2 separate regions of the Sus scrofa genome follow, and region 1 is linked to region 2. Evidence: chromatin contacts called from public Hi-C data. All regions are on one chromosome and are shown on one strand. The core of a region is the stretch at or near the end of the contact, and the rest is flanking DNA. Distances in the headings are between cores, read along the strand shown. Region 1 holds the start of C6H19orf81 (putative uncharacterized protein C19orf81 homolog). Region 2 has its middle 9.8 kb from the start of EMC10.

Evidence for each region. A called contact is a pair of places that touch in the nucleus more often than the background predicts.
Region 1: a Hi-C map of epiblast stem cells shows a contact between it and region 2, with 2.8 times the contacts expected there. The contact joins the promoter of C6H19orf81 here to the enhancer-like site in region 2. A contact is called at or near these places in 1 of 5 promoter capture datasets (fetal liver) and 3 of 47 Hi-C or Micro-C datasets (embryonic fibroblasts, epiblast stem cells and fetal heart ventricle).

Annotation. Positions count from the first base shown.
Region 1 is chr6:55,444,104-55,449,136 of Sscrofa11.1, forward strand. C6H19orf81 (putative uncharacterized protein C19orf81 homolog) reads left to right here and starts at 1,980. Exons shown (of 4, transcript XM_021094808.1): 1 at 1,980-2,228; 2 at 2,324-2,444; 3 at 4,152-4,291. The coding sequence starts at 2,107. SYT3 (synaptotagmin-3) reads right to left here. Exons shown (of 14, transcript XM_021094805.1): 1 at 4,173-5,033.
Region 2 is chr6:55,323,522-55,328,809 of Sscrofa11.1, forward strand. No RefSeq gene overlaps it. Among named protein-coding and RNA genes, the nearest start is that of EMC10, 9.8 kb to the left of the region's middle. Within about 2 kb of position 2,185, at least 19 of the 83 cell types and tissues checked have an H3K27ac peak or open chromatin away from gene starts, as enhancers often do. A contact at or near this core is called in epiblast stem cells and fetal liver, where this site is marked.

The DNA.
Region 1 (5,033 bases), core at 730-3,229, 120 kb after region 2:
GGTCAGGTATCAAATCCGCAACCTCATGGTTCCTAGTCGGATTCGTTAACCACTGAGCCATGACAGGAACTCCCAGAATGGTCTTAATTTTATCTTGCTCCATTGCTATCACGGGGTGACCTTGGCTGCTGTGGGTGTTCTGTGACGTTCCTTAGGTCCAATGAGGACGCCAGGGTCTGGCTGGGGCTGCCACACCAGCTCCTGGCTGGCAGCAGCTACTTTGTTTTTTCTTTTTTCTTTTTTTTTTTTTTTTTTGTCTTTCTGCCTTTTCTAGGGCCGCACCTGCGGCATATGGAGGTTCCCAGGCTAGGGGTCTAATAGGAGCTGTAGCCGCCAGCCTTTGCCACAGCCACAGCAATGCCAGATCCGAGGCACATCTGCGACCCACACCACAGCTCACGGCAACACCAGATCCTTAACCCATTGAGCAAAGCCAGGGATCGAACCTGCAACCTCATGGTTCCTAGTTGGATTTGTTAACCACTGCACCACAACGGGAACTCCTGTTTTTTCTTTTTTTGTTGTTTTGTTTTTTCCGCCACAAAGAGACCCCAAAACTCAATGGCGTTAGGAAACTGGTTTATTCTCTCGTGTGATGGAGGCAGGTGGTCTGGAGGGGTGGGATATCTCAGCCCCATGAGAAGACACGGGGACCCGGGTTGCTTCCGCATCTCCAGCCAGGATGAAGCTGACTTGCTGCTACGTCCACATTCTGGTCCAACGGAAGGGACGCTGAGTCTAAGAGACTTTTTCTCTTAAGCAAACGACTCCAAAGTCGCATTCATCACTCCCGCTAGCACCCTTTGTGAGAACTTGGCCACAATTAGCTGCCAGGGAGACTGGGAACTATTGTCTCCAGCTGGAGAAACCTCTAGGATTGCAGAGGAAGGGGAAATGAATGATGCAGGACATCTGGCAGTCAGCCCTAAGAGAGACTGGTGAGCTGACCGGGGGTGGGGGTGGGGTGGAAAGAGCCCAGATCTGAGAGCTGTTACCAATCAATCTGGAGGCCAGTTCTGAGACTGCTGGAAAAACCACAGACTGGATTGATTGATTTTTTTTTCTCTTTTGTCTTTTTAGGGCTGCACCTGCGGCATATGGAGGTTCCCAGGCTAGGGGTCCAATTGGAGCTACCTACACTTGCTGGTCTACGCCACAGCCACAGCCATGCCAGATCTGAGCTGCATCTGTGACCTATACCACAGCTCATGGCAACGCTGGATCCTTAACCCACTGAGCGAGGCCAGGGATCAAACCTGCAACCTCATGGTTGCCAGTCAGATTCGTTTCTGCTGCGCCACGATGGGAATACCCACAAACTGGATGTAGCTGCTGCTGCCTTGACGAAGCCAGGCTGGGGGGATTGGAATAGGAAGCAAAAGGGGGCAAAGTTCTCTTCCTCCTGCTTTTCAATCTCCCTCTAGCACCCCCTTTAGGCAGAACCTAAGAGGACCCCAACTCTTGGAGCAGCAGTGGGGTTGGGGGAGCTCCCTCCATGGCTCAGTGGTTAACGAACCTAAGATCCATGAGGTTGCAGGTTCCATCCCTAGCCTTGCTCAGTGGCTCAGTGGGTTAAGGATCCCGCATTGCTGTGGCTGTGCTGCAGGCCAGCAGCTGCAGCTCCAATTTGACCCCTAGCCTGGGAACCTCCATATGCCGTGGGTGCAGCCATAAAAAGCAAAAAAAAAAAAAAAAAAAAAAAAAATTCAAATGGTGTTGATAGAGTCCCAGCACTCTGGGTGGAGGTGGGAGGAGTTTTGAGCTGGAGACAGCAGCTTAATAATTGGCATAAAATCTACGGGGTTGGAGGTTGAGGCAGGGATGGGGGCAGTTCCCATTGCGGCTCAGCGGTGCCTGTTGGATCCCGGCCTTGCTCAGTGGTTTAAAGATCCAGCGTTGCCATGAGCTGTGGTGTAGGTTGCAGACGAGGCGTGGACCTGGCGTTGCTGAGGCTGTGGTGTAGACCGGCAACTACAGCTCCAATTTGACACCTAGCCTGGGAACTTACATATGCTGCAGGTGCCGCCCTGAAAGACAGAGGGCAAAAAAAAAAGCTATCTCAGGGGCAGCATGGACAGCACCTGGTGATGCCATCTAAGCAGAATCATGTGTGAGAAGGGCTCAGGGCAGCTTATACTGGGTTTTCCATCCCCAGGAGGCCTCCTTGTGGACCTAGAGACCCCAGCGGAGACTCAGGCTTGGAGCCAAGGCAGACCCATCAAATCCTCGTGAGTGGACCCTGGCCTCGTGATTTCCAACCTCAGCTCTTCTGAGCCGGCAGCAGCCCTTGACCTCAGGAGGTCCCTGTGTGCTGTCTTCCCAGGAAGCAGTACCTGCGCCAGGTCATTGCAGAATATGAGGCGCTGGACCGAGAGCTCCCGTGCATCCGCAAGTTTCCCATGCCGCCTGCCTCGCAGCCCCTCTGTCTGTGCATGGAGACCTCAGTGAGTGGACCCTCCACCCCCACGACCCCAGGTCCCCGCAGGACGTGGTGATGGGAAGGGCAGAGCCTTAGAAGCGATGATGGACACAGGTTGCATCCAGGCTTTGAGGCTTATCAGCTGGGGGCTCAGCACCAGGATGAGTGACTGAATATTGATTGTGAATGGGGGGGGGGAACCCATCGTCATCTTTATCACTGCTGATCCCAGAGGGGGATTGAGAGGCAGAGTGAGGGAAGACTGAAGACAGAGGGAGTCTTGCTAATCCACCTACTATGAAATTCTGTAAAATGTACAGATATTGTAAAATCTCATTTTCTTTTTGGCTATTTTAGGGCTGCACTTGCAGCATAAGGAAGTTCCCTGGCTAGGGGTCAAATCGGAGCTGTAGCCACCGGCCGACGCCACAGCCACATGGGATCTGAGCCACGTCTTCGACCTACACCACAGCTCAGGGCAACGCCAGATCCTCAACCCACTGAGTGAGGCCAGGGATCGAACCCACAACCTCATGGAACCTAGTCTGGTTTGTTAACTGCCGAGCCATGAAGGGTGCTCCTAAAAGTCCATGTTTTTGAGAGATTCAGTGAAATGGTTATTTGGTGTGTGAATCCTCTGACCATTCCTGGCTCAGTCAGTGAAGGTATCTAGTGGGTTTTCACCCATTTGAGAATTACATGAGGCTTGCTAGGCACAAACCTCAGAGGTGTTCCCGCTAACCCGAACCCTAACCCTGACTTTATCCCAACACAGGGATCACTGTTGTTCTTTCTTTTCTTTTTAGGGCCGAACCTCTGGCATATGTAAGTTTCTGGGCTAGGGGTGGAATCAGAGCTGCAGCTGTCAGCCACAGCCACAGCCACAGCCATGCCAGATCCAAGCTGCACCTGTGACCCATGCTGCAGCCTGTGGGCAAAGCTGGCTCCTTAGCCCACTGAGCCAGGCCAGGAGTCGACCCCACATCCTCATGGATACTAGTTGGGTTCTTAACCCGCTGGGCCACAAGGGGAACTCCCCACTGTCTTTCCTTTAGGGACCAGTCCCCACCCCATTGCTCCTCTCCTTGTGGCTTTGAACCTGAGACACTCCCTCCCTCAATACACACACCCAAGGCTTGGCTTCCTGGAGATGACCAACTTTGTTTCTCGGCAATGTTACATTGCCTTCGACATGGTAACCTCAGACTGAAAATGTGGTTAGTATCAATGTGTGTTTCTGAATGTTAAATAGATTGAGAAGATGTCAACACCCATCTTTATTTTCTGACAACAGTCCTTAAAATGCTAACATGACTATAAAAGGAAAAAGTTTACAGCTTAAATCCCTGGCAGAAATCTTCAAGAGCTGCCAAGAGCTCACCAGCCAACGCAGGTTGCCGGAAGAGTTTTCAGTAGATTGATAGAGTTAGCCAGATTGGTGAATCATTCAGCCAACTGTTCATTGACTTTTGGCAGATCGGCTTGATGAGAAATGATTTTTTAAGACCATGACCTAGAATGACAGTGGATGTCTTTCTCCCTGAAGGGTTCCTATCCTACTCACTCTGGCAAAAGGAACAAGATCCTGGGATCAAATGTGATTCTTGCCCCTCAAAAGCCACCTGGGACTCTGGCAGGCTCTCCAGGTGGGGCCTCGGGTGTGGACTTCTGAAGCCGGGTGTCACGGGCTGAGGCTCTTTCTCCGACCCCCCTCCCCCCACCCCCGCCCCAGCCGGAAGAGGACCTTACCCACCTGGAGGTGCTGGAGGCGCTGGAGGCCGAGTTACCCGGAGCCATGGAGAGCGGGCGTGTGAGCAGCATCCGCTTTGAGAACATGAACGTCATCTGCGGGACGGCTGGGCGCCGGGACCGGTGAGCCCTCAGCGAGCGCAGGGTTTGGAGCTGAGCGGAGGAGCAGGACCGCGGCGAAAGCCACGATGGGGCAGGGCCGGGGCTGAGCCCAGAGAGTTGGGAGGGGGCGGAGTCGCCTGCTGGGCGGGGCCGAGGCTAATAGGAGGGGCTGGCGGACCACAGGCCAGCGAGGGGCGGGGCGGGGAAGTGCAGGCAGGCAGAAGGCGGGGCCTAACGCACCCGGAGAATGGCGCGCTGAGTGTAAAGGGCCCGACCCCGCCGAGAGCAGGTGCGACGAGGGGGTGGAAGAGACCGTAAAAGATCTGGAGTGAGGAACCAGACTTTCAGTGACCCAGGGGATGGGCAAGACTGAGGTGTGGGGTCGGAGCATTGGAAGGCAGCTCCGAGGGAGCGGAGCCGGGACTGGGCACCTTGCAGGGGCCCGGCCGGAGTGACTGGGCGAACCTGGAGTATCTAGTTGGGGGCGAGGCCAGGAGATCTGGGACAGACCTGAAAGCCACCCTGAAGGGACCCGGCCTGGAGCTGCTGGGTGAGAGTAGGACCCCCGAGCAGCAATTTAAAAAGATGGAGTCTCGACAGAAGCAGGCTGAGGGGGAAGACGGGGCCTAGACTGACCCAGGTGAAGGTCGAAGTACAGGCTAACCTCGGCGAGAGTGCAGAGCTGGAGAGGAGTTTTAGGGACGTAGTGACGGGTTGAGGGACTGGAGTCAGTAAACGAGCAGGGGCCAGGCAGGGCCTCTGA
Region 2 (5,288 bases), core at 935-3,434:
AGAGCCTTCCACCCACCCCAGGGGCCCTGGTCCCCTCAGTGGGGCAGCCTGAGTTTTCAGTCTCCCGTGTGCGTTGCTTTCGAGACTCTCCAGAAACAAGTGAATGTGTGTGTACGTGATTTTTTTGCCAGAATGCCTTGCCCCAGCTCCCCACCCCCACGCGACCACCCGACAGGGTTAGAGAGGTTTCCGTCTCTTGATCTTTTAGTTTCTGGCTGCCCCCGCAGCATGTGGAAGTTCCTGGGCCAGGGATTGAACCCGTGCAATAGCAGTGACCAGAACTGCTGTGGTGGTAGCACCAGGTCCTTAACCTGCTGAGCCACCAGGGATCTCTGGGAGATTTCCATCTCTGATCCAGACTGCATGCTCGTTCCACGACACAGCTGGCCCAGAGTGGATTTCATGGGTCCCGTTTTTTTTTTTTTTTTTTTTTCTTTTTTGGCTGCCTCACGGTGTTATGGAGTTGCTGGGCCAGGGTCAAATCTGAGCCACAGTCTCGACCCACGCCACAGCTGTGGCAACGCCGGATCCTTGTGCCGGCCTGGGGATCAAACCTGTGTCCCAGTGCTCCCAAGATGCCACTGATCCTATTCGCCACAGCGGGAACTCCTGTGGGTGCCCTGGTGATGGGCCTCTGTGTTGTTCCAGGCAGCACTGTGGGAAGCCCCATGTGCCTGTGTCATTTCCCACACATGCGCGTGTCTGCAGGACCCAGCACCAGAGGGGCCCCACTTCACCCCCCCTTCCCCCCACCCCGGGCGGCGGCAGCAGCAGCTCCATCCCTCCTTCCTCTCTTTCCCCACTGAGCCACCCTCATCCTCTCCCTCCTGCCCCGCCCCCAGCCCCACCCTCTGGTCTAAGACAGGAGAGCCCCTGCCAGGTAAACGCTCAGGTCCTGCCCCTCCCCTTGGATGCCCTTCTTTGCCCCACAGAATGTCACCTGTTCTGTGGCACTGAGGAACCTCCCCTCTGCAAACCTAGGGTTCCTTGTTGTCATTTGGGTATATTTAAAACAGTCTCTGGTGGCTCGGAGTTAAGGATCCGAGTTGTCACTGCTGTGGTTCAGGGTTCTTTTTTGTTTGTTTTGCTTTTTAGGGCTGCACCTGTAGCATATGGAAGTTCCCAGGCTAGGGGTCGAATTGGAGCTGCCAGTCTACACCACAGCCACAGCTACTCAGGATCCGAGAAGCATCTGTGACCTACAGCACAGCTCATTGCAGCGCCGATCCTTAACCCACTGAGCAAGGCCAGGGACTGAACCCGTGTCCTCATGGATGCTAGTCGTGTTCATTACCGCTGAGCCACAAAAGGAACCCCTGTGGCTCAGGTTGGATCCCTGGCCTGGGAACGTCTGCATGCCGTGGTTGTGGCCAGAATAAAAATTTTTAAAATAGTTACTTGATAAGCAACCTTTTACCTTTTTTTTTTTTTTTAGGGTCTTACCTGTGGCATATGGAGGTTCCCAGGCTAGTGTGGAACTGGAGCCACAGCCACAGTAACACGGGGTCTGAGCCACATCTGCAGCCCACACCACAGCTCACAGCAATGCTGGATCCTTAACCCAATGAGCAAGGCTTTAAAGAATGTTTACCACTCCGAATTGTGTGTTGCAGCAGGTAGCTCCTGGAAACAATTCTAGAGTTTTCTGTGTTAGGCGTCCTAGGGGAGACTCGGCGAGGCTTGGGGCCTGTCAGCCCTTTACCTCTGCTTGCACCCACCCTCCATTTCTGAAGGGAAACTCAGCGTGGCCCCACTCCTACAGGTAGGCTCCAGGGCAGCAAGTTTTGAAACCATATCCCACTCGCCCTTTCCCACAGCGGTCACCGCGTTTCTAGGGCGGCGGGAGAGCGGAGCTCGACAGCAAACGCTCGCGCAGCTGGAGGTTTACGCCGGCGACCAAGCAACTTGCCGAGTACCGTGCTTACGTACTGGTTAAGGGACAATCTTTAATGTTTCCAGAATTTTGCAGATCCTGCCTGTCCCCTTCTCCCACCAGCAGCCTCTCCCCAGCCCCAGGCAGGGGCCTCTCTCTCCTGTGCACGATCCCGGGTCTGCGGGAGCTCGGCTGCAGTTTCCTCCCTTGCCAGTAGGTGGCGACGGAAGCCCAGCCGGGCTGAGAACGCTGCTCCTGCAGGTCCGTGCGGTTCCCTGCAGGGGGCGCTGGCGGTCCTTGGCCAAGGTCGGGGCTCCCGCGAAGCCTCTGTCCCGGCGGATGCTGGTCCTCGGGACCGCGAGGCGCCTGGTTTTTATCGGCGAAGTGGGGGTCGGGCGAGGTCCTCCCTGCGCTGCGGTGCTTCTCGCTGCGGGAGGGAGAGGGGAGGGGGAGGCGGTGGAGGGGCAGAAGGCAGGCCGCCCCCTTCTCCGCAAGTTCAGACGCGAGTCCAGGGGTCTGCAGAGCCGCGGAGGGGCCAGGGCCTGGCCCCGCCACTTACGTGCTGTGTGCCTCTGGGCACTGTGCTCCCTGCCTCTGAGCCTGCGCCTTGCTTCCCTTCCTTGGACCCGGGGCCGGCCCGGGCCCTTCAGGCGGTGTCCAGGGTCCGGGACACGCAGAAGAGAGAGAAAATGGGGGTCAGAAAGGCCCGTCCAACTCGGGGACTCTGGCTCGGCAGCCCGGCCCCAGGGTGGACGGAGCCCCGAGGGCGAGGGCGGGCGAGGGAAGGGGGGTCTCCGGAGACAGGGCGAGGGCGGGCGAGGCGGGGAGAAGAGAGGACGGGGAGCGGGTGACAGAGGCCGGGAGGGGCCTGAAAAGAGAGAAGCCCGAGTGGGAAAGAGGAGCCCGAGGGACGGGGAGCGACGGACGCCAGCGCCGGGCGGGGGGCGGCACCCCCAGGGCACGGGCCGGGGTGGGGGGTGGGGGGCGACGAGGGAAAGAAAAGGGGGGAGGAGCCGCGGCCAGCGTGGGAAGGAAGGGGGCCAGAGGCCGGGACGGAGGCCGAACCCCGAGAGGGGAGCAGGGAAGAGCCCGGGGGTTTTGAGGAGAAAAGGAGGGAGCTGGAGGGGAGAGGGGAGGAGGGAGCGGAGGGGCGGAGGCCGCGGGCAGAGAGCCGGCGTGTGAACCGGGCGGGTTCCGAGACCCCCGGCGGAGGAAGGGCCGGAGAGGAGGGAAGGATGCCGAGAAGGCGGCGAGGGCGGGTGGGCGGCTGAGCGGGGCGAGAGGAGGGGCGGGGAGACCGGGAGCTGGGGGTAGGGGTTGGGGGTGCCGCCTCCCGGGTGAGCACGCGCCCTTCCAAGTCGCGGGACCGTGTCCCCGTTTAATCAGGAGCTGCAGGCGGACGCCAACGTGCAGCCGAGCTCCCAGGCCCTAAACTGCGAAACAGACATCACAGGACCGTCTGTGCCAAGGCAGGGGGCCTCCCGAGCTGGGCCGGGGGACGGGAATAGGGGGCTGCAAACCCCAGGTGGGGGGTGGGAGGAGAGACAGAGGCAGTGGCCAGGGAGGGGCAGAGGGGATGGATGAGGAGGAGGAGTAAAAGAACTCACTGAGAAGGAGTTCCCGTCGTGGCTCAGTGGTTAACAAATCCGACTAGGAACCATGAGGCTACGGGTTCGATCCCTGGTTAAGGATCCCTGGTTAAGGATCCGCCACTGCCCTGAGCTGTGGGGTAGGTCGCAGACGCGGCTCGGATCCAGCGTTGCTGTGGCTGTGGTGTAGGCCGGCGGCTATTACAGCTCCGATTCGACCCTGGGAACCTCCATATGCCGCGGGTGCCGCCCTGGAAAAGGCAAAAAAGACACACACACAAAAAGAGGAGGGAGCGCGAGGATACGAAGGGAAAGCAGATGGAGTCAAGAGGAGAGGCGACGGGAGGAACAAAGCGAGGGGAAGGGGACCCCGAGAGCACAGGACCCTTCGCGCCCTCCGGAAGGGCCTGTCCCCCACTCCCCGGGGCATCACTTGGGGGACAAGTGGGTGGGAGCAAGGAGAGGGAGAGCAGAAAGGCTTCCAGAGAGACCCCGAGCACAGGCGACGAGCAGGGGAAACAACGGGAAGCAGGGAGGGAGGAGTGCCTGAGAGAGAGGGGCGGGGGGGAGAGGAGGAAGCTCTGAGAAGCAGGTCGGAAGGCTGGTGAGAGGAAGAGAGAAAAGCTGTGAGCAAGTGGGTTGGAGACAGACAGCTGGACGGGTGATAGAGACGGACCCGCGGGGGGGACACGGAATGACAAGACAGATGCGCGCGAAGGAAACCAGCACACAGGGTGCGGGAGATGCCTGTGGGAAGCCGGCGTGCAAGTCACAGAGCAGCCACAGGGCAGAGGAGGCAGAGCGGAGGAGAGAATGCAGAGGGAGGGGGAGAGAAGGGAGAGAAACCATGAGGCCAAGGAGGGAGGAGACCCTGGAGCCCGCCTGAGCCTCAGTTTCCCTGGCTGCCAGTTGGGGGGGTGGGGGGACAAGAGGACAACAACCCATGACTTAAGGACCAGAAGAAGAATCAGTGCCCTTCCCATGAACACCGTTCCAGCATTTTCTATCCTACTTTCCCTCTTGGTCCTCCTTCAGTCCCTCTTCCTGTCCCTACACCCCACCCCGAGGAAATAAAATTGGAACCCCAATCGGTCGTCTCGTTTCTCTGCCCAGCACCGTGAGGGAAGGAGCTGGGGCTCTTCTACAGACGCCTCCCGCCGGAACCGAGAGCATCCACTGCTGGGAAGGAAGAGCAAGGCGAGGGCGAGAGCACAAGGTTTAAGGAGGGGTTTAAGGAGAGGCGGCACACAGCTGGTGCTTCATTAGTGCCCCTCCCTTTCCCGGTAGAGAGAGCAAGCAAGAAGGGAGGGGGGAGGAGAGAACTGAGGCGGGGACGCTTTGAACACAGTTGGTGCTCATTCTCTCAGGAAAGAGAAGCCACCTCGGAGAGGAAGGAAAGAAACCACCGCAGAGAAGAGCAGGGGAGAAAAGACAGCCTGAGGAGAGAGGGCTGGGGTGGAAACTGCCCTTAAGTGTCAGTCCCCTCTCCTGGAGCAAGAAGGCAGGCAGAAATGGAGGGGTGTGGCCAGGGGCGGGGGGACGACTCCAACAGAATGAACAAGAGAAGCTGCGACAGAGGGACGTGACATAGGTAAAACAGCTAGCACACAGTAGGCACTTAATAAACGTCCATTCCCATCCCAGGCAACGAGCACAGAGGAGGCAGCCAGGAGGAGGAATGCAAACCCAGAGGGAGAGAAGAGAGCAGAGCCTGTGAGGCAAGCCAGGACAGCTGATATGAGGAGAAGCACACCGCAGGTGCTCATTATGTGCCTAGTTCCTCTCCCAGGAGAGAGCTGACAGGGCGGAGAGGATGAGAAGCAGAA